Linked DNA regions of Mus musculus: regions 1, 2, 3, 5 and 6 are each linked to region 4. Evidence: chromatin contacts called from public Micro-C and promoter capture Hi-C data. All regions are on one chromosome and are shown on one strand. Each heading gives the region's core, a stretch centred on a gene start, on an enhancer-like site or on the middle of the called end of the contact. The rest is flanking DNA. Distances are from core to core; before and after follow the strand shown.

Region 1 (3,932 bases), core at 7-2,506, 330 kb after region 4:
CTGTAACCCCAGCCCTGGGGAGTTCTAGCCTCCATGGCCACTGCATGCTGGTGGTACACCCATATATAGTTTTTTAAAAGAATATAACTCTCCACCCAGAGTGGATGGATAGAGCCTTTGAAGAGGCATGCACAAATAGATAACAAAGGAGACAACATTTGCGGGTGGGGTGCGGGGGGGTAAGGGAGACCTGCAGGTCAGAGAAAACCAACCTGCTGAGAAGGGGTCAGTGTGCGAAAGCTCTAGGAATCCAAAGGAAAACAAAAAATATAGGGTTCTGAAGGTGGGATGATGGAGTGAACAGCATAACCCTTCTGAGAGGCCAGGGAGGGTGCAGGAAGGACTGCCTTGGGAAGCCTGGGGTGAGGGCTTGCCAGCGCAGCCAGGAATCCTAGGCATGGGGAGTGAATGGCTGCTCACCACCCGCAGGGAGTAAGGTGAAGAAGGTAATGTCTGTGGGAGCAAGAATGCACCAGGAGGAGTCAGGCCTCACGGGACAGCAGTCCCTCCAGGTTTTGCTTCGGTCGGAGGAGATGTTTCCAGATAGCTTATGGATACTGAAGGAAGTTACTACTCCAGACATACACAGGAAAGGCTATGATGGAGAGATACTGAGCCAAGGAATCTTGCAGGAGGCCACGGTCACAAAAGTTTGTGTACAGTAGCTCCTGGGAGGAGAGAACATGTGGGTAGCCCAGAGAGGTCAGGTGACAATCCTAGAAGCCCCCACACCCTGGCCCAGCTCCACGGATGCCGACAGTGGGTGAAGCAGTGAAGATGCTAGGTACAAGCATATCCGCACTGGCTGGCGTCCCATCACAGCGTGTAAAGGGGCGCCCCTGGGTCCGGGACATGGCTGCAGTGAAGAGGCATCCAGGAGCTTTGGAGAGGACGCCCCACGGCATTTTTGTGCAGGCACTAACCTGGGAAAGAGGGTTCGGGCTTCCTTGCCCTTGCCTGCAACAGCTCACACGGCAGCCTCTGCGCCTGTGTGAAGACCAGGTCCGAGTGAGGAGCAAGAGAGCTGAGGTGTAGAACTAGAACCCTTTGGCTACCAGACACGATCTAACCCCAGAGCGGGCGATCCGCCTCTTTCTGTGCACAGGGCTATGGGGGACCAGGGCTTGGCCCAACCCTGATGCAAGGGGATGGTCAATATGAACTCGGTTCGTTTCATTTAAAAAAAAAAATTTTTTTTTTCTGCAAGTCATCGCCAACGCCGCAGCTACGTGGAGGGTGGGGGGGCTGGGGGCGGAGCCACGCCGCGGAGTTGCCGCAGGTAAACAGCCCCCCTCCCCGGCGGGAGCGGGCCGCGCGGCCCAGGCAGGAGAGCCGCCGCCGCCCCCGGGAGGGACGCAGGGCGCGGGCCGGCTACAGCGCACGGCGGGGGCGGCGGCGGCCCGGCGCCCTGGCAGCTCGACCCCTCTCGCGGGGCGGCAGACCCCCGAGCCCCGCCGCATCCCCGCTGACATCCCTCTTCCAGCGCTCCGCGCCCCCCCCCCCCACCGTGACCTCGGTCTCCGTCGCCCCCCGCCGCCCTCTCTGGCGCGCGGCCCCGCCCGCGCCCCCCGCCCGTACCCCGCCGGGCCGCGCCCCCGCCCCCCATGCACCACCTCCTGGAGCAGTCGGCGGACATGGCGACCGCGCTGCTGGCGGGCGAGAAGCTGAGGGAGCTGATCCTGCCTGGCTCGCAGGACGACAAGGCGGGCGCGCTGGCCGCGCTGCTGCTGCAGCTCAAGCTGGAACTGCCGTTCGACCGCGTGGTCACCATCGGCACCGTGCTGGTACCCATCCTGCTGGTCACCCTGGTCTTCACCAAGAACTTCGCAGGTGAGGCAGGGCGCGCGTCCGCAGGTGTTTAGCGCCCAGCGCTCCGAGCGCGCTGGCTCTCAGCGCCAGGCAGCCAGCGCCAGCTAGACCGCACCCACCTGGCCAGCCGCTGAGCCATTGCCCGCAGGTCTCATCACAGACCTTGGGCACCACCTCAGTCTGGCATGAGGGGTTGAGACAGGGCCGCCTGAGACATCTCCTCTGTTTTATTGTTGTTTGGCCTTCCATTCCTTCAGCCTCAAGCCGTGAGGAGAGTAGGCCTGTCCTACACTTGCTGGCCCCCGGGATGAATGGGATGTGGGGTCTGAGTTGTAGCATGTCACGTCACGGGTGGTGGGGGTAGGGAGGGCTGAGGCTTGGAGGAATAGCCAGATGAGGACCAGAGAAGGATGAGTGTTGAGGGCATTGCTCAGGGATAAGTGAAAAAAATCCCATGATGCTGCATGGGGTTCTTGGGGCTGACAGTGTAGGAAAAGTGAGGGTACTCCCGAGGAACTCTGAAACATCCCTTTCCAAAGCTCTTCTATAGAGGAGGCCAGACAGAGGCTGGCCCCGGAGGGCATCAAGCAATAATGGCCCAAGAAGCCACCCTTGACTGGCAAAGGCAGTGTAGGTAGAGGGTAGGGCAGGTCACTGAAGAGTGAGCAGGTTAAGGAGCTGACGTGTTAGGTGAGTAGAACTGGGCCTGCTCTATGAGGGAGCCTGTGGGTGCGCCTGCGGTTGTACACAGGAGAGTACACATGTAGAGTGGGCCCTGCCTAAGGTGACAGGCTGAGGCACTAGGGAGCTGGCTTCTGGTGACACACCGAGATGGGGAATAGCATCCCCACTGGAGCCGAGCTGAGGCAGACTCAGGTATCCATAGCCACAAATCAAATTGGTGGCCAGAGATGCCAGCTTCATAGCAGGAAGAAGACTGTCGGGGCTCCAGAGTTCCTCTGGAGGTGCAGGTCGCTCTGCCCTCTGCAGCTACTGGGCAACGAGAACAGGTATTTCGATACCCGCTTCTTCACCACCATCCACAGGTGCCTCCCCTTACAGGAAACTCCAGGACCTAGTGATGTCCAACCTGAGCTGAGGGCAGGCATCCTTCAGACTATTTAAGGCCACGCCAAAGGTGGAGGAAGTTCTCCTGGTCTCCATCCTTGAACACCAGAGTCCCTGACACTCAGGCACACCCAGGTGTGTGTATAAAGGGGGCCTTTGGCCATGTTGATCACAGTACCAGCAACGGGGTGGCTGCCTTACAACCGACGTGTACCTTACAGTTCCAGGAGCCAGAAGTCCAAACTCCAGGTATAGGGAGGGCTGAGTTCTCTCCAAAGCCCTTTCTTCCTGATGAGTGGTACCTATAGACTTTCCCTGGTATTCCTTGGTGGTATAGCTGTATACCACCCAAGCTCTGTGTCTGTCCTCTGTTGGGAATTTCCCCATGGTAGGGATTATTCTACTCCACTCCCGTTTCAGTTCATTTACAAAGGCTGTTTCTGTCAGTCCTTAGTACAGGGCCAGGACAACAGCAGATACTTGGGGGAACACAGCTCTATCTATGACAGACATCGTAGGGCAGCTTCAGATGTGGGTGGGCTGGGCCATCTTTGGTGATTCCTTGATAGGATCCCTACACCCAGACCCTGCCAGCCCAGCTTGTCACCTGTGGGACCTCCAGACACCCTGCATCCAACTGGGCCTGGAACCAACAAGATGTCCCCCAAGTTAGCCCCGATCCTGGACCTGCTGCTTCAAACCCCCTGTGCTTGCTTGCTTGCTTGCTTGCTTGCTTGCTTGCTTTTTTGTTGTTCTTGTTGTTGTTGGGTTTTTTTTGTTGTTTTTTGTTTTTTTGAGACAGGGTTTCTCTGTGTAGCCCTGGCTGTCCTGGCATGCACTCTGTAGGCAAGCGGGCCTCAAACTCAGAAATCCACCTGCCTCTGCCTCCCAAGTGCTGGGATTAAAGGCGTGCACCACCACCACCCGGCCCCCTGTGCTTTCCCACAGACATTTCCTAAGCCCTCCTATCCATGCTGAGCTAGGCCTACCACAAATGTGAGGAGGAGTCCCAGGGCCTACGCAGCACAGACAAGCCCCTATGCCTGACCAGGAAA
Region 2 (4,296 bases), core at 12-2,511, 450 kb after region 4:
TCACCTCCTGACCAAAGAGCAAGGACTCATGCTAGCGACAGTCCAACTTTCTGATGACATTCCCTATGTTCCAAGACAGCATCCGGGTGTGGGATCAGGCTGACAGCTCCCACCCTCTAGGTGTTTGTGAGCAGTCTGAGAAATTCAGCTTTAAAATCATCAATACAAATTGAAGAGAGACGTTAGAGGGGGGCACTCCCCAAGGCAAATGAGGGCCCCCGAGGGCCTCCGTTCATCAGAACGTGACACTGGCTTTGGGACCTGGCTTCAGCTACAGTTCTGACCACCACCACCATGGTGGCCATAATCCGATCTCCCTTCCTGCCTTCTCCAAGGAACTAGAAAAAGGAATTAAGTGACGTGGCCAGAAACTCTAGGATTCTTAGGCTCAGAAGACCCCAGATAGAAAGGACCCACCCACACACAAACCTGCCACACAGCAGGAAACAGAGGAAGCAATGAATCTCCCTTAAGAAGGTATATGGAAGTGAAGGACTGGACTGTGTAAAAGCACCCACAAGTTCTAAGCCCTCTGAATCCTAAGTGTCTCTCCAAACACCACAACAACGAACTACACTAGAAACTTGCGGAGATCTTGCCGGGAGGCGTGGGGCCTCACCAGGTACTACTACTGAGTGTTAGTTCTCTCTGGCTCTTGTTCCCTGTCCCAGAAGGTGTGGGCACTGCTTTGGTTGAGCACCCCTGTAAAAAGCCCCAGCAGAGCCCAGCGTCTGAGCAAGCTTAGCTTGAGAACTGGGGCCTGGAGGTCCAGCACGACAGAGATGACTTGCTCTGGTCCATCGATTCGGTAGGGACGCCGGCCGTGAAGGAGGGTTTGAAACTACACCGGGTCGGGTGCAGCTCCACCGGGTCGTGGGAACCCTGCCTGCCAGGACAGTCTCCCAGCATCCCAGCGCTGAGGGCCTCGTCGCCAATCGGGGAGGCAGGAACAGCCAGGCCCAGCCGATTGGAAAGACAGACAGACGCGGGGCAAAGACGCAGGCCCGCGTCGCCCTCCGCGCAGCGGCACTGCCCTAAGACCCCCGCGTCCGGGGGCGCAGGCCGAGGCCGAGTGGCGGAGACGGCGAAGCCTGGGCCTGCGCGACGCCCCCACAGTTCCCGTCCCCGAGTGCCGTACCTGCTCCTCCGCAGCCGTCGTTCGATGGCGCCGGGGCCGCGCTCTGCGTTGCGCTCCGGCCCGCGCGGCTGCCATGGAGACGGGCCTTTGTGTGGCCGAGGAGGGGCCGGAGCGCGCGGGAGCCGCCGGCCCCGCCCCCGCCAGGGGAGAAGGAGGGCGGGGAGGACAGGGGCGGGCGAGAGGGAGGGACGAGACTAAGGGGTAGAGGGTGGGAAGGAGGGGCGGCTGGCGTCCCTAGCGTACCCCGCGTTTCCCTCGGCTCAGAGCCACTTATGCACACCGCTTTGCTTGGAGATTCGCGCCCAGTAGCAATCCGCGCTCCCTGCCTGCTGCAGTCTCGTCTCCTGGCACCAGTTCCCCCGCACCTCCCACTGCCCCGTCATCAGAGGAGTTCGCTCAGGCTGGGCACAACCCCGGGAGTGCCCCAGGCCGAACTGAATGGCGCACGCGGCCCGGCACCAGTGGGTGGCTTCGCCTGGGCCAGATCGAGGCCTCAAGTGTCTTCTTGGAGATGGGCGGGGCGCAAGGAACCGCACCACCATTGGCAACAGGCGGGACCACGCGCTCATCCCGTTCCCGAGGGTGAGGGCTGCTGAACCTTGATTCTTTCTTCCAAATCCTAGCCGCTCTGTTCTCCTTATGGAATGTTCTACTCTCCTTCCCGGCCCCTTGGCCTTACCGACCCCCAAAATGTCTATAGGGTAGGACAGTACCGTAGGGTTCCTACTTCAGGCCTTGAAGTTGTGGTGGCGATCTCAGGACAAGGTTTGGAACTAGTCCCCAAACCCCAGCTCATTCATGTCTACCCTGGAATAGCTGTCTCTTCCACCCCAGATTTGCTCTCCTTTTTAAAACAAAAAAAACTAAAGATGTATTTATTTATTCATTTTATGTATGTGAGTACACTCTAGCTGTGAGCCTTCATGTGGTTGTTATGAATTGAATTCTTAGGATCTCTGCTCGCTCAGGCCCAAAGATTTATTATTATACATAAGTACACTGTATCGGTCTTCTGACACACCACAAGAGGGCGTCAGATCTCACTACGGGTGGTTGTGAGCCACCATGTGGTTGCTGGAATTTGAACTCGGGACCTGTGGAAGAGCAGTCTCTTACCCCCTGAGCCATCTCGCCAGCCTCCAGATTTGCCCTCCTTGAATACCGTCTGCCTACTTCCTCCTATTTCCTCTGGCATCTCTGTGGAGAGCCTTTTGGGGTGCCCGTGACTGACTGAGCCAGCTTGGAACAACATCTCCCCAGCTTTGGAGATCTGCCCCAATTCTTATGTCTTCCCCAACCTGAAAACTTCACAAATCTGAGGACTTCACTGTTTCTTTAAGGAAGTTGAACTTGCCCCATCTCAAGCAGCCAGGCTTGGTTGAATCACCTTCTCCCCTCCACCAGCAACCCCGCCCCCTCCCCCCACATACAAGAGACTCCAAAATATTCAGTGATTTCAACACTACGGCCCCCAACACACACACACAACTCTAAAATATCCAGTAACACAGCTGCAAACTTTGTATCAAAAATATTAAAAGACAAGTATTGTATAACAAAAAAAGATATTTTAATAACAAAGTTGTGGGAAGGCCAGTATTCTGAACTGAGTAGGGCTCAAAATAGAAAAGGCAGGAAGCTGGAGGGTAAAAGAGTCCTCCTGTCCTTCCGGTCTGTCCCTGGGGCTGGCTGCCTCATGACCTCCACCCAACCCTCTTAGATCCCCTGAATGCTGGCTCACTGCGCTCTCCCAACTGGCCACACAAGGGAGCTCTGGGAATCACAATCTCCAGGATTAGCTTCTCACTCTCCAGGCATCTAAACTGTAAGGGACCTCTGGGCTGGGGGGAGGGGAGCACCTCTTTGGAGCCATCTGTCTCGACATCCCTCCAGGCTCTGCCCTTGGCATGGATGGAAAGAGATGGGCTTGAGCCTACTTTGGACAGAAGCTCCACTAACTCAGCTGATCCCATCCTGGGAGAGAGAGAGTCGGAGAGGATGTAGCTGGTAGGAAGCCAGCAGGCAGGCGGTATACTCTACCAGTAACCAGGACAAGCCCCTCGAAGAAACTGGAACTTTGCTCATTCCTGTGTGTCAGCCTTGGGTTTGTGCCCTAAGCAGCACTGTTGTGTCTATAGCCTTCTACCTCCCCACCAGCCCCTCCTCTAAATCTGTCTGCTGATTCCCATGAAGAGTCCTAGGCTGATGGTGGCTGAGGTCCTTGGGGTGGTGTGGGGTGGGGCACCCTGAAGCCTACTGTGTGAAAGTCAAGTGAAAACTAGCACGAGAAACACACTGCAGTGATATTTGAGATGTGCATTTTACGGTGGAGCCATTAAGACGGAGGAGGCTTAGACCTGTCACTCGGATAGGAGGCTGGCACATGGAAGGCACAGTTCTGCAGACTCCAAATGGCTAGTCCCCACAGCCGGGGAGCTCCAGCTGTCACAGAGGATGGTGCCATGGTTCTGAAGATCCCTTAGAGACCAGGCTCTTAGTGGTGAGGCTGGCACCACTGTTCCAGGAGATGCTAATGCCATTCTTCCTAAGGACAAGGTCTCCATCTCAACCTGCCTTTGCTCAATTTTCTAACAGGTCACCTCCTTGGATACTGCATTAGACTGACCTAGATCACTGTGTAAATTCACCCATCTATCTCATCTGTCTGCTCACCTGTAGAGTGGGCAGTGTGACAAGCTGTCATGGGCTAAGGTCAGGGGTAAACAACTGAGCACATGCAAAGATCTAGGCACAGTGCTGACACCTGTTACCACTGGGATACCTTCGCTGTGTCTGGCTTAGCCAGGATCAGTGGGGAAGGGCGAGGCAGTACATACTTGAGGTTTGATTAAAGAGTCCAAAGAACCCAGAACAGGTCATGGCCATGCTACTCAGCAGCTCTCTAAGAAAACAAACGCTCACCATGCAGCTCTAAACCAACTTACTTTGCTAGTGGCCCTTTAAAGCATCACAGGATGTACGGCCCATCCTCTCAGAATGCCCCTTTTCCCTGATACTGCCTGACACTGACACTGCCCAGTGAACCCACATGGCCCAGTCCCTCAGAGGAGCAGTCTTAAGTGGTCAGGAGACCCACCTACAGGTTTCTGATACTCAGCTGAGGGTTGGCTGCTGCTCCAGGTCCTCACTTCAGTCTG
Region 3 (4,133 bases), core at 1,497-3,996, 480 kb after region 4:
GATGCCTGAAAAGATACAGAGGCCACTTGAGCAGCTGACCTGGGGCAGGAGGTTATCAGGACTTAAGTGAAATAATATAAGCAGATAAAGTGAGATCACATCACAAACAACTTTGTGGGCAGCACCAAGGATTCTTGCTTTCATCTTGGGTGAGACAGCAAGCCCCTGAGGTCAGAGATGTGATCTGACTTATTTTAATTGGATCCCTTTGAACACCGTGCTGAAGGGCCTGCAGCAAGTTGTCCAGGATAAAAGTAGGGGGCCAGTCTACACTGTTTACAGCCACAGGAGAGAAACTGGTCTTACAGGTTAGATACAGACAAGAAGAACAAGAGATTTGCTGATGAACTCAGTGTGGGTGTGAAAAGAGTAGGGCAAGGCCACAGGTTCAAGGCCAGTTTGCACAACTTATCAAAATCTTATGCCCTCAAAACAGACAAACAAAAGGTCTTTTAAGACAGGTCTAGCCGGGCGTGGTGGCGCACGCCTTTAATCCCAGCACTCGGGAGGCAGAGGCAGGCAGATTTCTGAGTTCGAGGCCAGCCTGGTCTACAAAGTGAGCTCCAGGACAGCCAGAGCTATAAAGAGAATCCCTGTCTTGAAAAACCAAAAAAAAAAAAAAACAAAAAACAAAAAACAAAAAACAAAAAACCAAAAAAAACAAAAAACCAAAAAAAAAAAAAACCCCCCCAAAAAAAAACAGGTCTCAATAGCCCAGGCTGCCCTTGAACTCAGTAAGTGGCCAAAGCTAATCTTAAACTACCGATTCTCCTGCCTCAATCTCCCAAATGTTGGGACTAAATGCCCAGCTCAAAATTAAGAAAAAAGAAAGAAAGAAAGAAAGGCTGGCGAGATGGGTCAGCGGGTAAGAGCACTGACTGCTCTTGCAAAGGTCCTGAGTTCAAATCCCAGCAACCACATGGTGGCTCACAACCTCCTGTAAGGAGATCTGACACCCTCTTCTGGTGCATCTGAAGCCAGCTACATATAATAATAAATAAATCTTTTAAAAAAAAGAAAGAAAGAAAAAAAAGTGTGTGTGTGTGTGGGGGGGAGCTAAAGGATGGAGATTCAGTTCATCGGTTCTGTTTCCTCAGTTTATATGTCAGACCAGTACCCACAAAAAATGGTGGTGTGTGTGTGTGTGTGTGTGTGTGTGTGTGTGTGTGTGTGTCTGGGAAGAGGGTGCTCAGAGCTGCTTCTGATACGTGAACTCTGGCCTGGACTTAAAAATAGTGTAAAGGTCAGGGCCAGGCTTGCACCTGCTCGCTGTTGCGGTAATGGGACTAGTGGGTCATCCCCTGTGTTTGGTATCTCCGCACAAGCCCCAGTTCTGCAGCACATTCGGCTTCTGTATTCAGGGTATCACTTCAGTCAGGATGGCCTGGGAAAAGCTGTGCTGCAAGAGACCACACCGCGAACCCAGGCGCCTCCAATTTTGCTTTCCAAACCGGGGAAGAAAACAAAACAAAAAAAATCGATTTCCTTTCCTCCAACAGTGTCTCTTTGGCGCCCTCTGCTGAGAAAAGGGGGAAACACAGCAGCACCACTTCAAAGAAAAAAAAAATCTTGGAAGGGCCCAGAAATGTCTCCCCCTTAGACATTTTTACACTCTGTAGTCCTAGCTGACCCGGAACTCGCTGAGTAGAGTAGAGTAGGCGAGTCTCGAACTGGCAGAGATCCCCCCTGCCTCTGGTATTAAAGATGTGCGCCAGTATGTTTTGCTTGCCTGAAACTCCTCCTGCTTTGGTCTCCCAAGTGCAACCACCCACGCCGGCTTATACTTTCGCACAGCGGTAGTGAACTTGCCACTGAGAGTGAGTGAGTTCATAGCTAGCATGTGTTGACACATTCCTTACATGTTTCTTTTTTTTTTTTTTTGATATTTTCCCATGGCTCACACTGCCACCGGAAATCAGTCTCATTTTAGAGATTAATTTAATTTGAACTCATTTCAACCCATGTTAGATGGCCACGTATGTGACGTACACAAGCCCTGGACAACAAGGATCGGTATCCAAGAAAAGAAAAAAAAAAAACAAAACAAAACGAAACTAAACAACAAAACAAAACAAAACAAAACGGCTTTGATCTCAACACAGAGGCAGAGGCAGAGAGACAGGAGAATCTCTTGTGAGTTCGAGGCCAGCCTGGTGTACAAAGCAAGTCCGGGACAGCCAGGGCTCTGTTACACTGAGAAACCCTATCTCGAAAAACCAAAAAAAAAAAAAAAAAAAAAAAAAAAGGTAAAAAGGGCTAGCTCAGCGGTTAAGAGCACTGACTGCTCTTCCAAAGGTCCTGAGTTCAAATCCCAGCCACCACATGATGGCTCACAGCCATCCGCAGTGAAATCTGATGCCCTCTTCTGGTGCATCTGAAGACAGCTACAGTGTACTTACATTAAATAAATAAATAAATAAGGAAAAAAAAAACCAAAAAAACAAACAAACCAAGTAGATCAGCGGACAGTCCAGTTCAGAAACAGGACGTAGCGGAGACGAGCGCGCGCACCGCTCTGGGGACTTGAAGGTGCCCAGAGGATTTATTTAGCACAGCCAGCTCGATCACGGGGACGCCTCAGGACGTTCCCCCAGCGCGACTCCACCAGACAGACCCTGGACCGCGGCCGCCACTCTGTGCCTCCTCCGGTGGCCCCGCCCCCGGGGCGCGCCCCCGCCCCTCCCCCGTCCGCGCGCTCGCCCGCCGGCCCGCTCGCTCGCTCGCGCGCGCCCCCGCCGCCGCCGCCGCCATTTTGGAGCGATCTCGCCCGCGGCCCCGAGCCGGTCCCGAGCGGGTCCCGAGCCTCCCGCCGGCTGCGCCCGAGTCCGAAGGCGCCGCGCCGCGGGGTCGGGCCCATGTGCGTGCGGCCCGCTCCAGGCCGTCCGCACTTCACCTCTGCGAGCGTCCTGGCCTCGCTTGGGCCTCCCTCGGAGGAGGAGTCGCTGCGACCCCCAGCCTGCTGGGCAGGTGAGTGCGGCCGCGCGCCCACCGCTTCCTGCGGCCCGGGGACAGGAGGGACACCCCCACCCCCCACCGCCTTCGGGCCGTCAGCGTCCTGCTGTCACTCAGCTTGTGCGGTCAGCGCCCTGTCAGTAGAGCAGCGCCTTTGTCACCCTGCGCTTCGTCAGGGGGTCAGCGCCTCCATCAGTCTGCTTCCCGGTCAGCCAGCACTCTCCACTGCCGTCATTCATTCATCCATCCATCCATCCATCCATCCATCCCTTCCCTTCCCTCAGCGCTCACCCTTCTTGACAGTCAACATCCCTTTTAGCTACTATCCCAGCTCCTGGCCTGTCAGTGGTCAGTTTTTCCCCACTCTCAGAATTAGTCTCAGCCTCTTAGTGGCCGCCTGGTTCTCTCCCTCCCAGTTGTCCACCTCTGCTCCTATCAAGGTCCCTCACCTCTGTCGGTGGCTGTAGAGGTGGGGCGGACCTTGGATACAGGGCCTGGGGAGTTGTCAGTGTTCCCTATCTCATCTTTGGGTTTTTTTTTTTTTTCCACCCTCCTCATCAGGGGCCCCGCTGGTGGTGACCTTTCCACCTATCAAGCGTTCCCTCCCCGCTCGCTCATCTCCTCCTACCAGTGCCCACTGCCAAGCGCTCGCTTTGTTATTGTCCTTTATTTCCATCCCATTCCTCTTCCGGGTCGTTCCCCAGTTGTCATCATCACCCACTGTCTTTCTCCCACTCCCCCCCCCCCCCCATCATCTTTTGCTTCTCCCATGCGCCTCTTCTTTCTGGAACTTCTTCACCTGCTACTTTGTATCCTCACAGCTGACTACTCACTTAGTGAAGGCTGTTTCCAATCTATTACGGAGCTCTTGCTGTTCGCTATCAGCTCTCAGTCCAGTCACTTTCCCCAATTCTCGCTTTCTGCTGTAGCCCCTCCCCGCAATTTGTCACCATCCTCAACCATGTCCCTAGGCCTTATTCCAGACAGGTTTTCAGGTTTTCACTGACACCTTCATCTGTGTCCTACCTGACAATGCTGCTTGCTGGCTTCTTACCATCTCATTCCATTCCCTATCCCCCCCCCCCCCTTTCCGGGACTGTTTTACTGTGTAGCCATAGATGTCCTGGAACTCTGGCCTTAAACTCCATAGAGATCCGCCTGCCTCTGCCTCCCTAGTGCTG
Region 4 (4,274 bases), core at 1,310-3,809:
CAGGGCGCCAAGAGCCTATATTCGCATTCCTTGTAGTGGACTCTGACATGCCGTGGTATCTATGGACCTTATGAGCAGACAAGCCCACTCAGAACCACTGGGCAAGCAGAATGAGCACATGGAGCATCAAGTGCCAGGAGCACTCGCTCGCGCCCCTCCAGCTCAACAAACCTATTTTACTGACAAGAAGTAGAGTTAGACTGACTCCCAAATATACCAAGTTGAAATATCAGGATAGTCCAGAGGAAGGGCGAGAGAGAGAGAGAGAGAGAGAGAGAGAGAGAGAGAGAGAACGCGCGCACCAGAGCCTGAACTCACAACTCATAGTTATCTTACTAGTCTTTGGGAAAAGCCCTCAAAGAGCAGACTTCATGTTTTAAGTCCCAAAAGGAAATCTCTACAATGCATTTTTAAAGACAGACTTTACAAGCTGCAGAAAGCCACATTCTATACTATCTCTCTATGAACAAGAAGAATATGAAGACACTGTAGTCAGCCAGACCCCAATGCACCTGCTTCTGAGGCACTTCCAGGTGCCTACTCAACACTGGATTCTCAGGAAACTGTCAAAGCAACCCTAGCCTGCCCTAGGCCTCTAGTGGCATCCCTAAGTCGAGATAGGTGCAAATCCAGGTGTCAGCACCATATCCTTCCCAAAAAGAACCACGGGCAGAAGCAACAGCTCCCAGATTAAAGACAAACATGTAATTTTCTCCTCTCCAGTAAAGTACTGTAGCCAGCCTGTCAAATCCCACATTCTTCTAGTGAGCACTGAAGGACTGTCTTTAAACCACTTTTCTACAAGAACTGAACCTAATACTTAATGGCCACAGCTACTCTGTAATTTGAAAAGGTAGTTGTGACCAGGGGAAAGCGGACATGTAACAGTACTGCCCGGCACAGTGACCAACAATCTCATCTACTTCCTCATTTTCATATACCCAGCACTTTACCCCTCTGGCTCTATGCAGGAACAAGCATCTCTCCACGGAGGAATCAGCAAAGGCAACAAGCATGCTTCTCCAGAAATCACTGGGCTAAACGCATCCTAAAAAGCTTTGCCGGCAAAACGAGGGGAAAGACTCCATGCTCAAAATCAGCTCCGTTCATTTCCGGCCCGGTTTGCGGACAAGCCATTTAAACTCTTCCTAGCTTCCACCCCTCACCGTAAAAGCACACAGGAAAGAGACACACCTTACTCTAAGGTGACCATCCGGAGAGAAAAACACAGACTCAGGACAGTGCACGCGACCCAACAAGTGATAAAACAGTAACTAAGTAATAGGGAAATTCTGTAACTACTTGTTACCAGATGACAGATACTCTAAAACAGTCGCAGCTGGGTGAAGTGAATGTCCTCCATGAAGGGGGGCCGTTTCCTAGGTGTGTGTAAGTGTGTCACAACTGCAGGGCACCATGAGGAGCTGCGTTTTCTGCAAATTAAGCGCACAGGAAAGTTGCTTCTCTCCTAAAGGCCCAAGAAAGCCGCGCACGCGCGCTCGTTTCTCGGCGTTTCCTGCACTCATCCACGGAGTTGTGGCGGAGCTGCGGGCTTGCTCCGGAGATACCAGGCCCCGCTCCACTTAGGAAATCTTCCGAGCCCGTCCCTCTTCAAGGGAGTTTCCTGTCTTGGCAAAATAGATCGGACCGATCTGTTACATAATGCGACCCGCTCCGCACCGCCAAGGCTACGGGCGAGGACGTGGGCAGACGCCACGAGACCCCAGGCCTTCCGCCTCCTCCGCTGTCCGACGCCCGGCCCCTCGGCCGCCCCAGCCGCCCAGACAGCCGAGCTGCCCAGAGCCCGCCCGCCCGGCCCGGCGGCCTCCCCGCCTACTGAGCCCTGCCGATCGCTCCATTCTCTTGGCCGCGCCTCCCGCGCCGCGGCGGCCTCCTTCTACTCCTCTGTCTCCCCGACCCCGCCGCGGCCTCCGTGTCCCTCTCCGCCCCCACCCGGCTGCGGCCTCCGCCTCCGCGATCTCGCCGCGGCCTCGCCTCCCGAACCCGGCCTCTTGGGCGAGCCGCCGGCACCGATCTCCGGCGTCCCCGGCCGCGCCGGCTCACGGCGGCGCACGTCCGCCCGGCCTTCTCGGTCCCTCCGGCTCCCGCGCCCGCCAGGCCTCACGGCCTCGGGGCCTCGCCGCCCCGACTCTCCGGCCTCCCCGCCCGCGGACAATGCGGAGCCGCCGCTGCCGCCTCCAAACATGGCGCCTGCACCTCCGCCCCGGCCGGCGAGGCGGGCGGCGAACGGCGACCGTCAGACACTCACCTTCGGGGGCGCCGCGGCCGCGGGAGCCCGGCGGGCGGGCGGGCGCGGAGGCCGGCGCGGCCGAGGCGGCGCTAATGGCGCCGCGGCTCCTCCGCCAACGGCCGCGCAGCCGTGCCCCGCCGGGCTCCGGGGCGCGCTCGGCCAGCGGCTCCGGGCCCGCAGGGCGCCGCGGCTCGGGCGGGGTCGGCGGCGCCGGCACGGCCGGCTGAGGCCGGCTCGGGGCCCGGCCGGGCGGAGGACGCGGACGCGGAGCTGCTCGGACGCCTGCCGAGGCGCTGCTCGCTCCCCAGCGAAGCAAACAATGCGGCGAGCGCTCCGCCCGGCGCGCTGCGTGCGAGACGCGCCCCGCCCGCCGCCGCCACGACGCGCGCCGCGCCAAGCCGGGATAAGGGGGCGGGGCGGGACGCGAAGGAGAGAGTGGGGTGACCAGGAAGGGTGTTAGGGTGGGGATCCGGATGGGGGAGGAGTGCTACAAAAGTGGGGTGACTAGGAGGAGAATTCTGGGGGAGACAGGCTAGGGTTCCTGAGGATGAAGGACTGCTGCTGTAAGAGAAGGGTAACCAGATGAATGGTGTTTACTATGGGGTCAATGGCACTGAGTAGAGCAAGAATGCTGACCCTAGAGAGCCAGGTGGAGTTTCCTGAGAGTGCTTGCTTTCCAAGGGAGTGGTATTTTGAGAGAATCAAGAGATGCATCCTAAGGGGGGGAAGTGGGGTTCTGATAGTGTCTGGTGACCAGCGTGGTTCACGGAGGATGAGTTAGGAGGGAATGGAAATGAGGGCCGTGATGGAGGGGATCACCAAACAAGGGTGGATTTATTTGAGGAATAAATGGCTAGGACTGGGGAACCCTAAGGTGGCACTAGAAAGGCATTAACAAGGGCACGAGGTCAGTGGTTGGGTAGAGGAGGGTATGGAAAGGACTTGAGGATGACTAGTGACTGGGACAAGTAGTAGCAATCTCAAACTATGGGCAGCCAGGTCTGGGGGCATGCCTCCAACTCAGGCTTTCCTCTTCTTTTCTTTCTTTCTGTCTGTCTGTCTACCTTTCTTACTTACTTTGGTGGTGGTGGTTTGATTGTTTGGTTGCCTGATTTTTGGTTTTGTTGTTTTGAGACAGACTCTCACTATGTAATTCTGACTGTAACTCACTATGTAGTCAGAGATCGGCCTCCCTAAAGGCATGGCCCACCACCCATGACTTAGGCCTTCCTCTTATAAGCATTGTACTCATAGAAGTATTTAAGCATTGACATCCCTACCAAGGAGCTGGTAACACTTACAGCAGTGGTTCTCAACAGTCCTATTGCTGCTGATCAATGCTGTGATGGCCTCCAGCCATCAAATTCTTTCACTTCTACTTTATAACTATAATTTTCAATACTGTTATGAATGTAAATATCTGATATGCAGGACCAAAAGGGTTGTGACCCACAGGCTGAGAACCTCTGCTGTAAAAGGCTTGAAGATTTTGAAATCAGGGCCCTTTGGGTTGGTGCTTAGGGACACTGGTCTTACTCTCCAGCTTGTTCCGTCTACTTTGTCCTTAGTTTAAAAGTTAGTGGCTTCTAGAGAATTTTCATTATGAGACTCATCTGTAAGTATTTTGAAATGGGGGTGAAGACTGGGTAGTTCTTTGGTTGCCTTGGAAGGCTTATGACAGGTGTCATGGTGATGAAGCACTAGTCATGTGCCTGTGACATTAGCCTGGACCTCTCAGGTAAACAGAAGAGCTTTTCATTCGTGAGCAGAGCTGCTCTCCTCCCCGCCCATGACAGGCAGGGCAGGCTCACAGCTCAGGATGTGGCACCAAACAGTTATTGGGACAAGGCAGACTTGCTCATCTGTGCCTTGCAGCTTTTGGCTGGCCACTACTCTTATCCCACTGTAGCCAAACTATGGGCTGGAAAATAGTCATTTTGTTGTTGTTTGTTTTGTTTTTCAATACAAGGCCCCTCAGTATATCCCTGAACTTCCTCTGTGGAGCAGACTGGCCTTGAACTCA
Region 5 (4,138 bases), core at 235-2,734, 350 kb after region 4:
CACCTACCCACCTTCTCACCGCCCATGCAGAGGGAGAGGGGATTTGACAGTGATCGAACAGCTCCAGGGCCACATTTGGGTTCATTGCAGGATTTTTGTTTTTCTGTGTGTGGGGGGAGGGGGGGAGTGGATTTTCTTGTTTGTTCAGTTTTTGTTTTGTTGAGAAGGTTTCTCTGTGTAGCCCTGGCTGTCCTGGAACTCGCTCTGTAGACCAGGCTGGCCGTGAACTCAGATCCACCTGCCTCTGCCTCCCAAGTGCTGGGATCAAAGGCATGTGCCACCACATCTGGCCTCATTGTAGTTTTAGAAGCCCACTATGGCCCTAGGAAAATTTCCAGAGATGAATTCTTGAGGTGTAGAACTGAAGAAAGGCTGAAAAGGAGAAAGACTGCCAGGAAGGAATGCGTGCATTTGTGCTCAGAGTCTCCTGTTTGAAACTAACAGGTTTTCCTGAGCACTGGATGCTGCCTACCTCTCCACCACCAAGATCCATAGCCACCTAGATTGCAAGTGACAGGCACAGAATGGAGAGAGAAGGAAATGCTATCACTTCAGGGAGAGATGCTGTGTACAAGGGAAATACAACTTGAGGCACCAATAGGGAAGGACTTGGGGACAGAGGACCTAGCATGCATGCAGAGCCAGGTTTCAGATAGGCTCAGAATCCCAGCTGGAACCATTGCCCAGCCAAATTATTCCTGTAGCAAATCTTGGGTGGCCAATTCCCACCTAGCCCATGGATCCCAAGAATATTACCAGGACTTCTGGCCCTTCTCTGGACAGAACAGATGAGGAAAAATTGTCCTAGTGGCAGGGCACTGCATATTCCACATTATAAAAACATATTTGTACTTTATTTTAAAAAGGGATCTACACACACACACACACACACACACGTTAATAGTGTCATATAAACAGCTGATGCAGGACTCGGGTTCTTAGTGTTTGCAAACCCTGCTACAGAGAGGAGATGATGGAGAGCAAAGCATCAGCACCATAAATCTAAGACAAGATTGACCAGAGAGGCGAGAGTAAACTTTGAAATGACTGCCTGGCTTTGTTTACTTACCTATATAATCGGCTGGATAAAGAGGAGATGAAAGACACATCTTTAGGATGCTAAACTACTGTCTTAGATTGTTAGCTGTCTGAATAAAACAGTCAAAAGATTCCATGTCTGTTTCTATGCATGTGATGGACAGTACCACTCAAACCCACAGCACCCAGGGAATGGCCTTGGCTTCACCTCTAGTTAAGGGGTGAGGGGGCCTGGTAGTTTTTTAGGGACATCACTCAGCCTGTAGGCACACTTGGAGTAGTCCAGTCTGGCATATGTCACCTGGGTGGGAGCTTCGGACCTCGGCTGGCCTGGTGCACAGGTGCCAGAAGTTAAACAGCATCTTAGGTCCACCCTCTGCGACGGCTCGTAGCCTGGAAGTGGACAAACGAGAGGCGACCAATCAGAACCAAGCTTCTGGGCGTGCCTCCCACCAGCCCCTAACTGGGTGGGGGAAAACTTCCGGTCGGGGCGAGCAGGCTTCCGGCGAGGCGGCGAATGGCCTCTGTCAGGGCCGCGGTCGGGGCCTCGCTCGCGGTTGCCCGAACCCGGCCACGGTGCGTCGGTCTCGCGCTTCCGTCGTCCGCGCCCCGGTCCGCCTGGGCTGCAGCTATGGAGCCCACGCCGCGTTGGCTGGCAGGGCTGCGCTTTGACAACCGCGCCCTGCGTGAGCTGCCGGTGGAGACGCCGCCGCCTGGGCCGGAGGACTCCCTGGCCACCCCGCGGCCGGTGCCCGGAGCCTGCTTCAGCCGTGCGCGGCCGGCCCCGCTACGGCGGCCGCGCCTGGTGGCGCTGTCAGAGCCCGCGCTGGCCTTGCTGGGGCTCGAGGCCAGCGAGGAGGCCGAGGTCGAGGCCGAAGCTGCGCTCTTCTTCAGCGGCAATGCGCTGCTGCCGGGCACCGAGCCCGCCGCGCACTGCTACTGTGGACACCAGTTCGGTCAGTTCGCTGGGCAGTTGGGCGACGGTGCCGCCATGTACCTGGGCGAGGTGTGCACAGCGGCCGGCGAGCGCTGGGAGCTGCAGCTCAAAGGCGCCGGCCCCACGCCCTTCTCCAGGTGCGGAACTCCCGGAGAACTTCCCGGAGGCGACACCCTTCTGCGCGCGTGGGTGAAAAGGGAAGGTGCCCAGTGGCGCTTTCGCCCGGGTAGGGACAGCCCTACGTCCAAACTCCATGAATGGTTAGGACCTAGGTGGAGGAAGACAAAGAAACTGGCAGGGAAGGGCCGAGTGGCAAGAACGGGCTTACTCTCTGGCTGACACTCAGAGAGATCTCTCTCCATCTGCCAATTCTGTCAGGTGGAGGGGACACACCTCTAATGGCTGTCCGATGTGTTTTCAGAAACACAACGCGGACTTTGGAACCAGTTCCCCGAATGATACTGTTTGCTGAACATCTTGCCCAGAGTCTAGTTTTCAGAAGCAATGCATTGGGCTGGTATCCAGACCTATTATCTGGAACCATACTTAAACAGTATGCTTCCTCAACTTGCCCAGCCTCTAGCAGACTCTACGCACTGTCTAGGGACTGTGGGCACAATCCGTTCTTATACCCACCTTCTCTGTGACCATTCTCCCAAGCCTGTCAGTTCTAATCGTGCGCGCGCACACATGCACCCACCCACCCACACACACGAGTGGATAGTTCTTGTTTTCCAATGGAGAGTACCACAAGTGTCCAATACAGTCGTGGATCCAAAACCATACAGGCCCAAAGGAACAACTCTTCTTCCTCCTCCTCCTCCTCCCCCCCCCCCTTTTTTTGTACAGTGGTGTTTTGCCTGCATGTGTGAGAGTTGAACCCCTGGAACAGGAGTTACAATTGTGAGCTGCCATGTGGGTGCTGGGAATTGAACCTGGGTTCTATGGAAGAGTAGTCAGTGCTCTTAACCACTGAGCCATCTCTCTAGCCCCAAGGAACTCTTTAAAAAGAAAAACCAGAAGGGGGGCATCAGATCCCGTTATAGATGGTTGTGAGCCATACAGATGGTTGCTGGGAATTGAACTCAGGACCTCTGGAAGAGCAGCCAGTGCTGGGCCACATCTCCAGCCCAAGGAGCTCTTCTTAATTAAGTCCTGCCACCCAGGTACAGACAGGTCTTAGGGGCTCTGCTCCTGTTTTTCGCTATATGATTTATTTAGGTTAGATGCTTGTTAGATGACTAAGAAACAGGAAATTGGGCTTTTACGGTTTCTCACTACATCTGCTTCTCATCCTTTCTTCCACCAGTCACTAACATGCCAACCATCCCCCAATGCCAAGCTGTCTTCATCTCTCAACATAGTGGTTTCTTCCTCATCTTTCCACCCCCAAGCCAGATTTATGGTCTCGCTGGCACCCTGCTGCTCACTGGACCAACCTTCTCAGAGGCTCTTGGAAATATACGGCAGATGTATATTCCAGGGCTCCTCAGCTCTTCATTTTGTGAGCAGCTTTGAACTTTGCATTTTGATAATTTATGTTCACCAGTTACCAAAGGTGTGTAGACCCTTGGTGTCAGGATAATTTGATATTGAATTTTTTTTTTTTTTTTTTTTTTTTTTTTTTTTTTTTTGTACAGGGTTTCTCTGTATAGTCCTGGCTGTCTTGGAACTCACTCTGTAGACCAGGCTGGCCTCGAACTCAGAAATCTGCCTACCTCTACCTCCCAAATGCTGGGATTAAAGGCATGCACCACCACTGCCCGGCAGAAAGGCTTCCTTATATTTAAATATCTTGATGCTAAGAATCAAATCCAGAGTCTCATGTGTCCTAGACTACTACTGCACCACATATCCAGCCATGAAAGGTGCTTTTTAAAAAACATTTCCTATGCATCAGTGAGTTGCCTGCATGTGTGTCTGTGTGAGGATGTCAGATCCCCTGGAACTGGAGTTGTAGTTGTGAGCTACCATGAGGGTGCTGGAAATTGAACCCGGCCAGTGCTCTTAACCGCTGAGCCATCTTCTCCAGCCCAAGTGGTGCTTTTCATACTTGATTTACTTATAGTTGGTATTTCCACACCTGAGGTCAGCTGTTTCCATGAAGTCAGGGATCCCTTTGACCCTTGCTTAGGTCTCATCCTTGTGTGTCAGGGTTTCTCA
Region 6 (3,682 bases), core at 1,169-3,668, 410 kb after region 4:
TGGGCCCTCCTAGTTTCTGTGACAGAATGCGGCAAGAATAGACAGGAGGTAAAGGGCAGATGGGCGACTGCTTTAGTCATGGCCAAAGCTAGCGGGAAGAGCAAGGACAGGAAAGGCCTGGAGACAGATAACTCACAGGTGTGACCCATGAGCTGAGCGCAGAATAGATAAGGAATAGTGTGCCGGAGGTCAAGGCAGGTCCTTCAAAGGATTATGAATTCTGCACTTTTGTGGTATAGAATGTGACCCAGAGCCAAGGACTAGAGCTTGAGGAAAAGGAGGAAGAGGAGAAGGAGGAGGAGGAGGAGGAGGAGTGGGGGGGAGGAGGAGGAGGCGGCGGCGGCAGCAGTGGGTAGGGCTGGCCCTGTGGCAACCCCATCTCTGGTGTGAGTGAGACATACAGCCTATCTAAACCTCAGGGTCCACATGGAAGGGTAGGTTACAATGGCAGCCTCCCCGAAATGTGTTGAGGCATCCTGAAAGCCACCACAGCCAGGTGAGGACAGGTCAGTAGCTTGATGTAAAGGCTCTTCACAAGGCAGGGGTGACCCACAGACTGGCAAAGAAGTGGGGAGTGAACGAAGAGCTCCACAGCTCTCCGTTCAAGAAGGGTTCAGGATAAGTAAGTAGGTGGAAGTTGGGGGCTCTGAGGATAGGGGTGGTTACACCCAAGAAAACACAGCCTTTTACTGTTTGGTTTGGTTTGTTTGGCTTTGGGTTTGGGTTTCTCTGTGTAGAAGCTGGCTGTCCTAGAACTAACTCTTTAGATCAGGCTGGACTCGAACTCATGGGGACCATCTGCCTCTGCCCCCCCAGGTACATGTGCTGCCACTGCCAGGCTTACTGAGTTTGTTTGTTTGTTTGTTTACTGCTTCCAGCTTTACTGGGAAGCAAAGAAGCAGACCTAGCAGGGCTGGTATCCATCCACCAAATCAGTTGAGTAGCAATGAGGAAGCAACGGGGCTCAGTTTGCTGTTAGCCACGAGATGTTCATTTTTCCTTGGAGCTATTGACTCTGATGATCCAGGAGGATTGAAACATCAGGACTAGGGCAGCTGTACAGAACAGAAGTGGGAGGGACAGAACTCACAGGTTCAGGAAGAACCATATCTAATAATAATAATAATAATAATAATAATAATAACAACAACAATAACAATAATGTCCCTGGTTGGGAGGAATGCTCTGATGGCTAGCAATGGTGATGCAAGAGGCTTAGGAGTAGCCATATGCAGGTAGGACGGGAAAGGAGATGCCTTCTGTATGGGTGTGAAGAAATACACACCCACAACACTAATGGCGATGCTCTGCTCCGTAAATCCCTTTATCCACAGAGACCCAAGGCTCTGGGATGATAGAGCCAAGGCTGCACACCTCGAGTATCCTGCCTTGCCCTGAATGCCTAGGATCCTGTATGTCTGGAATAGAAGACTCGGGTGGTGGGCAAAGGGAGACTAGGGTAGGGTAAGGAAGTACCCCTTCCAGGAAAACCCTCCTCACACCAACCTGATTGTCCAATCAGGTTTTGGAGTGAGACCTGAGGAATCCTTAGGCCTAGACCATAACCTGACCACTGCCTGGGCTGCGAAGGTAGAGGTGGACCGAAGGTGAAACCAAGCAATTGAAGAAGAGGCTGAAATTGTAGTGTCACCCAGAAAGGGATCTGGGCTCTGCCTCTGCTTTCCTCCTGAAAGTTGTTGAAAGTTTACCCAAGCTGGGAGCTAACTAGGTAGGAGGTACCAGGCCCTTGGAAGCAGAGACTGTGGGCAGGATTTGCAGGGGAGGGCAGGATGAGAAGAGGCCAGCGCACAATATCCGCATCTGGGGCGGGCTTTAGACTCACGTTCTCGTGGCGCATGTGTTTGAGGAGGCGCAACTCTCTGTAGGCGCGCTTGGCAAACAGCTCCGACTGGAAGGGCCGGTACAACTTCTTGATGGCCACCTTGTTGCCAGTGCGGCTGTCTACTGCAGAGCTGCGGGGCGGACGGCTTGGCTAGCGAACCGGCCCCGTAATCGCCAGCTGCCTCCTGCCCTGCCTGCCGCCCCGCCCGGCAAACGCTCACCACACTGCACCATAGGCACCAGAGCCAACGGGCTGCAGGTCTTGGTACACGGCGCGCACCTCCCAGGCCGTTTTGGTCACCTCCTGGCGGTAAAAGCCCTTGCGGGCGGGTGGCGGGGAGCTCATCCCCAGCCGGAGCACCGCGCCCCAGGACCGGACCCGGGATCAGGGGCTCCGCCCGCGCGCCCCGGGTCACTGCGTGGCAGGGCGTACTCCGCGCCGGCTACCCGCCTGCCCGCCTCTGAGATTTTCCTTTGCGGGCTCTTCTCTCGGGGTCGCCACCCTGAACTCTCTATAACCGCCAACTCCCACCCGACCCTTGTCTCTGGCCCGCAAAGTGGTCCCTCCCGGCCCACTGACCAACCGGCCCCCAGGCCCTGAGCACGTGACACCCCCGCCTGCCCTCGGCCCCTGCGGAAACCCGAGGAGGCCTCCGGGGTTGGGCGGAAGGCTTGGAAAGGGGGGGTTGTGGGGGAGAGCTGCTCCATAGCTCAGTCTCGACCTGAGATGAGAGGAGGCGTTGAAACACCCTGGCCAGCCTACACCCTCGCTAGACTTCTTGGCCCTTGGGTCCTAGCAGGTGCCTCTCTTAATTCCAGCCTTTCCTGTCCTCCCAGAACGTCGGACCCATTCTAGGCAACTTGAGACCACCAGGTTCTACTCAAGCCCCAGGTCTGGTCCACCTGCCCATACACCAATCATACCCCATCCCAAATGGTTCCTTTTACTGGCTCAACTCCCCGTCTTTCCCAAGGATGCCCCGCCCCTGGGGCTGATCCGTTCGCCTCCTTCTATATGGAGGAGGGATTTGGTTCAGTCTCCCAAACGTCTCAGGTTGCTTCCCCAGCCCCATTGTTGTGGCCACTGGCTCTCAACTTCCCAGTCTAAGATCCAGAGGGATGGGTCCTATCCTATCGGCCCTTCTAAGACTCCTTCACACCTCTGTTCCACCCACCCCAATCTGGTATGTGGAGTGGCCGCTTCAAGCATTGGACAGGACTGGTCTCTGTGCTTTCCACCTGTTGTCCAGCTTGGTCTTTAAAGCCCAGAATGAGCTAAAAGTGTGCCTGTCCCCGAAAAAAAGGGGGGATCCTTACGTGCTCATTCTCTCTGGGGTCCCGTGTAGACCTGAACCAGGTGCTCCTGGAGGGTCAAGCCAACATCCCTCCCAGAGCTGAGTAACCAAAGTCTGTTCCAGGATCTCACTGGCTTGACCAGTAGTAACAAGATCCCCAGAACCCCCTCTCTCCCCCTCCCTCCAAGCCTGCCTGCCTGCTGCCATGAATCAGCAGCTCAAGGCTAGCCAGAGCAACTTTACACCTGGGCTGCTGCTGGTGATGTGGTACATCCGCAAACTGACAAGAGCGAGCAGGGCAAGCTCAGGGCCAACACTCAAACTACATCTGCCTGGCTCCTGTGACCTCCGTGCCCTGGGAGGCCTCCAGACACCCACCCATACCACCCAAAAAGCTCCCCAGTTCCCCTCCTTTTCTGTAGGGGACTGATCTAGACCAGATTTTGGTACTAGGGCCATGTATTTGGGTTTGCTCCCGCTCCCAATCCCCCAACTTTGGACTTGGCTCTTGCCTTCTAGGTCCACCCCCCCACCCCACCCCCGGC

Evidence for each region. Promoter capture Hi-C pulls out the DNA fragments that hold promoters and counts their contacts. A called contact is a pair of places that touch in the nucleus more often than the background predicts. Capture Hi-C pulls out chosen DNA fragments and counts their contacts.
Region 1: a contact with region 4 is called in a Micro-C map of embryonic stem cells, with 1.6 times the contacts expected there. The contact joins the promoter of Panx2 here to the promoter of Brd1 in region 4. A contact is called at or near these places in 1 of 39 promoter capture datasets (liver), 1 of 484 Hi-C or Micro-C datasets (embryonic stem cells), 3 of 115 datasets of contacts at active chromatin or transcription factors (bone marrow-derived macrophages and embryonic stem cells) and 2 of 9 other capture datasets (adipose tissue and liver).
Region 2: a promoter capture Hi-C map of embryonic stem cells shows a contact between it and region 4. The contact joins the promoter of Plxnb2 here to the promoter of Brd1 in region 4. A contact is called at or near these places in 15 of 39 promoter capture datasets (the 3T3-L1 cell line, 3T3-L1-derived adipocytes, the C10 cell line and 9 more), 1 of 484 Hi-C or Micro-C datasets (muscle stem cells), 4 of 115 datasets of contacts at active chromatin or transcription factors (bone marrow-derived macrophages, embryonic stem cells and epiblast stem cells) and 1 of 9 other capture datasets (liver).
Region 3: a promoter capture Hi-C map of pre-B cells shows a contact between it and region 4. The contact joins the promoter of Ppp6r2 here to the promoter of Brd1 in region 4. A contact is called at or near these places in 11 of 39 promoter capture datasets (the 3T3-L1 cell line, 3T3-L1-derived adipocytes, the C10 cell line and 6 more), 4 of 484 Hi-C or Micro-C datasets (the G1E-ER4 cell line, embryonic stem cells and erythroblasts), 3 of 115 datasets of contacts at active chromatin or transcription factors (bone marrow-derived macrophages, extraembryonic endoderm stem cells and microglia) and 1 of 9 other capture datasets (liver).
Region 5: a promoter capture Hi-C map of second pharyngeal arch cranial neural crest shows a contact between it and region 4. The contact joins the promoter of Selenoo here to the promoter of Brd1 in region 4. A contact is called at or near these places in 7 of 39 promoter capture datasets (the C10 cell line, cranial neural crest, frontonasal cranial neural crest and 4 more), 3 of 115 datasets of contacts at active chromatin or transcription factors (the SCID.adh cell line, memory CD8 T cells and microglia) and 2 of 9 other capture datasets (adipose tissue and pancreatic islet).
Region 6: a promoter capture Hi-C map of pancreatic islet shows a contact between it and region 4. The contact joins the promoter of Mapk12 here to the promoter of Brd1 in region 4. A contact is called at or near these places in 5 of 39 promoter capture datasets (the C10 cell line, fetal liver, liver and 2 more), 2 of 115 datasets of contacts at active chromatin or transcription factors (embryonic stem cells and pancreatic cancer cells) and 2 of 9 other capture datasets (liver and pancreatic islet).

Annotation. Positions count from the first base shown.
Region 1 is chr15:89,058,470-89,062,401 of GRCm38.p6, forward strand. It overlaps Panx2 (pannexin 2), which reads left to right and starts at 1,257. Exons shown (of 3, transcript NM_001002005.2): 1 at 1,257-1,830. The coding sequence starts at 1,605.
Region 2 is chr15:89,179,527-89,183,822 of GRCm38.p6, forward strand. It overlaps Plxnb2 (plexin B2), which reads right to left and starts at 1,262. Exons shown (of 38, transcript NM_138749.3): 1 at 1,139-1,262. Dennd6b (DENN/MADD domain containing 6B) reads right to left here. Exons shown (of 20, transcript NM_027081.3): 20 at 2,687-4,296.
Region 3 is chr15:89,208,813-89,212,945 of GRCm38.p6, forward strand. Ppp6r2 (protein phosphatase 6, regulatory subunit 2) reads left to right here and starts at 2,747. Exons shown (of 25, transcript NM_026813.2): 1 at 2,747-2,967.
Region 4 is chr15:88,731,660-88,735,933 of GRCm38.p6, forward strand. Brd1 (bromodomain containing 1) reads right to left here and starts at 2,560. Exons shown (of 13, transcript NM_001033274.3): 1 at 2,270-2,560. Gm41377 (a long non-coding RNA gene) reads left to right here and starts at 2,462. Exons shown (of 3, transcript XR_875560.2): 1 at 2,462-4,274.
Region 5 is chr15:89,087,554-89,091,691 of GRCm38.p6, forward strand. Selenoo (selenoprotein O) reads left to right here and starts at 1,485. Exons shown (of 9, transcript NM_027905.3): 1 at 1,485-2,112. The coding sequence starts at 1,556.
Region 6 is chr15:89,138,285-89,141,966 of GRCm38.p6, forward strand. It overlaps Mapk12 (mitogen-activated protein kinase 12), which reads right to left and starts at 2,419. Exons shown (of 12, transcript NM_013871.3): 1 at 2,064-2,419; 2 at 1,844-1,973. The coding sequence starts at 2,188.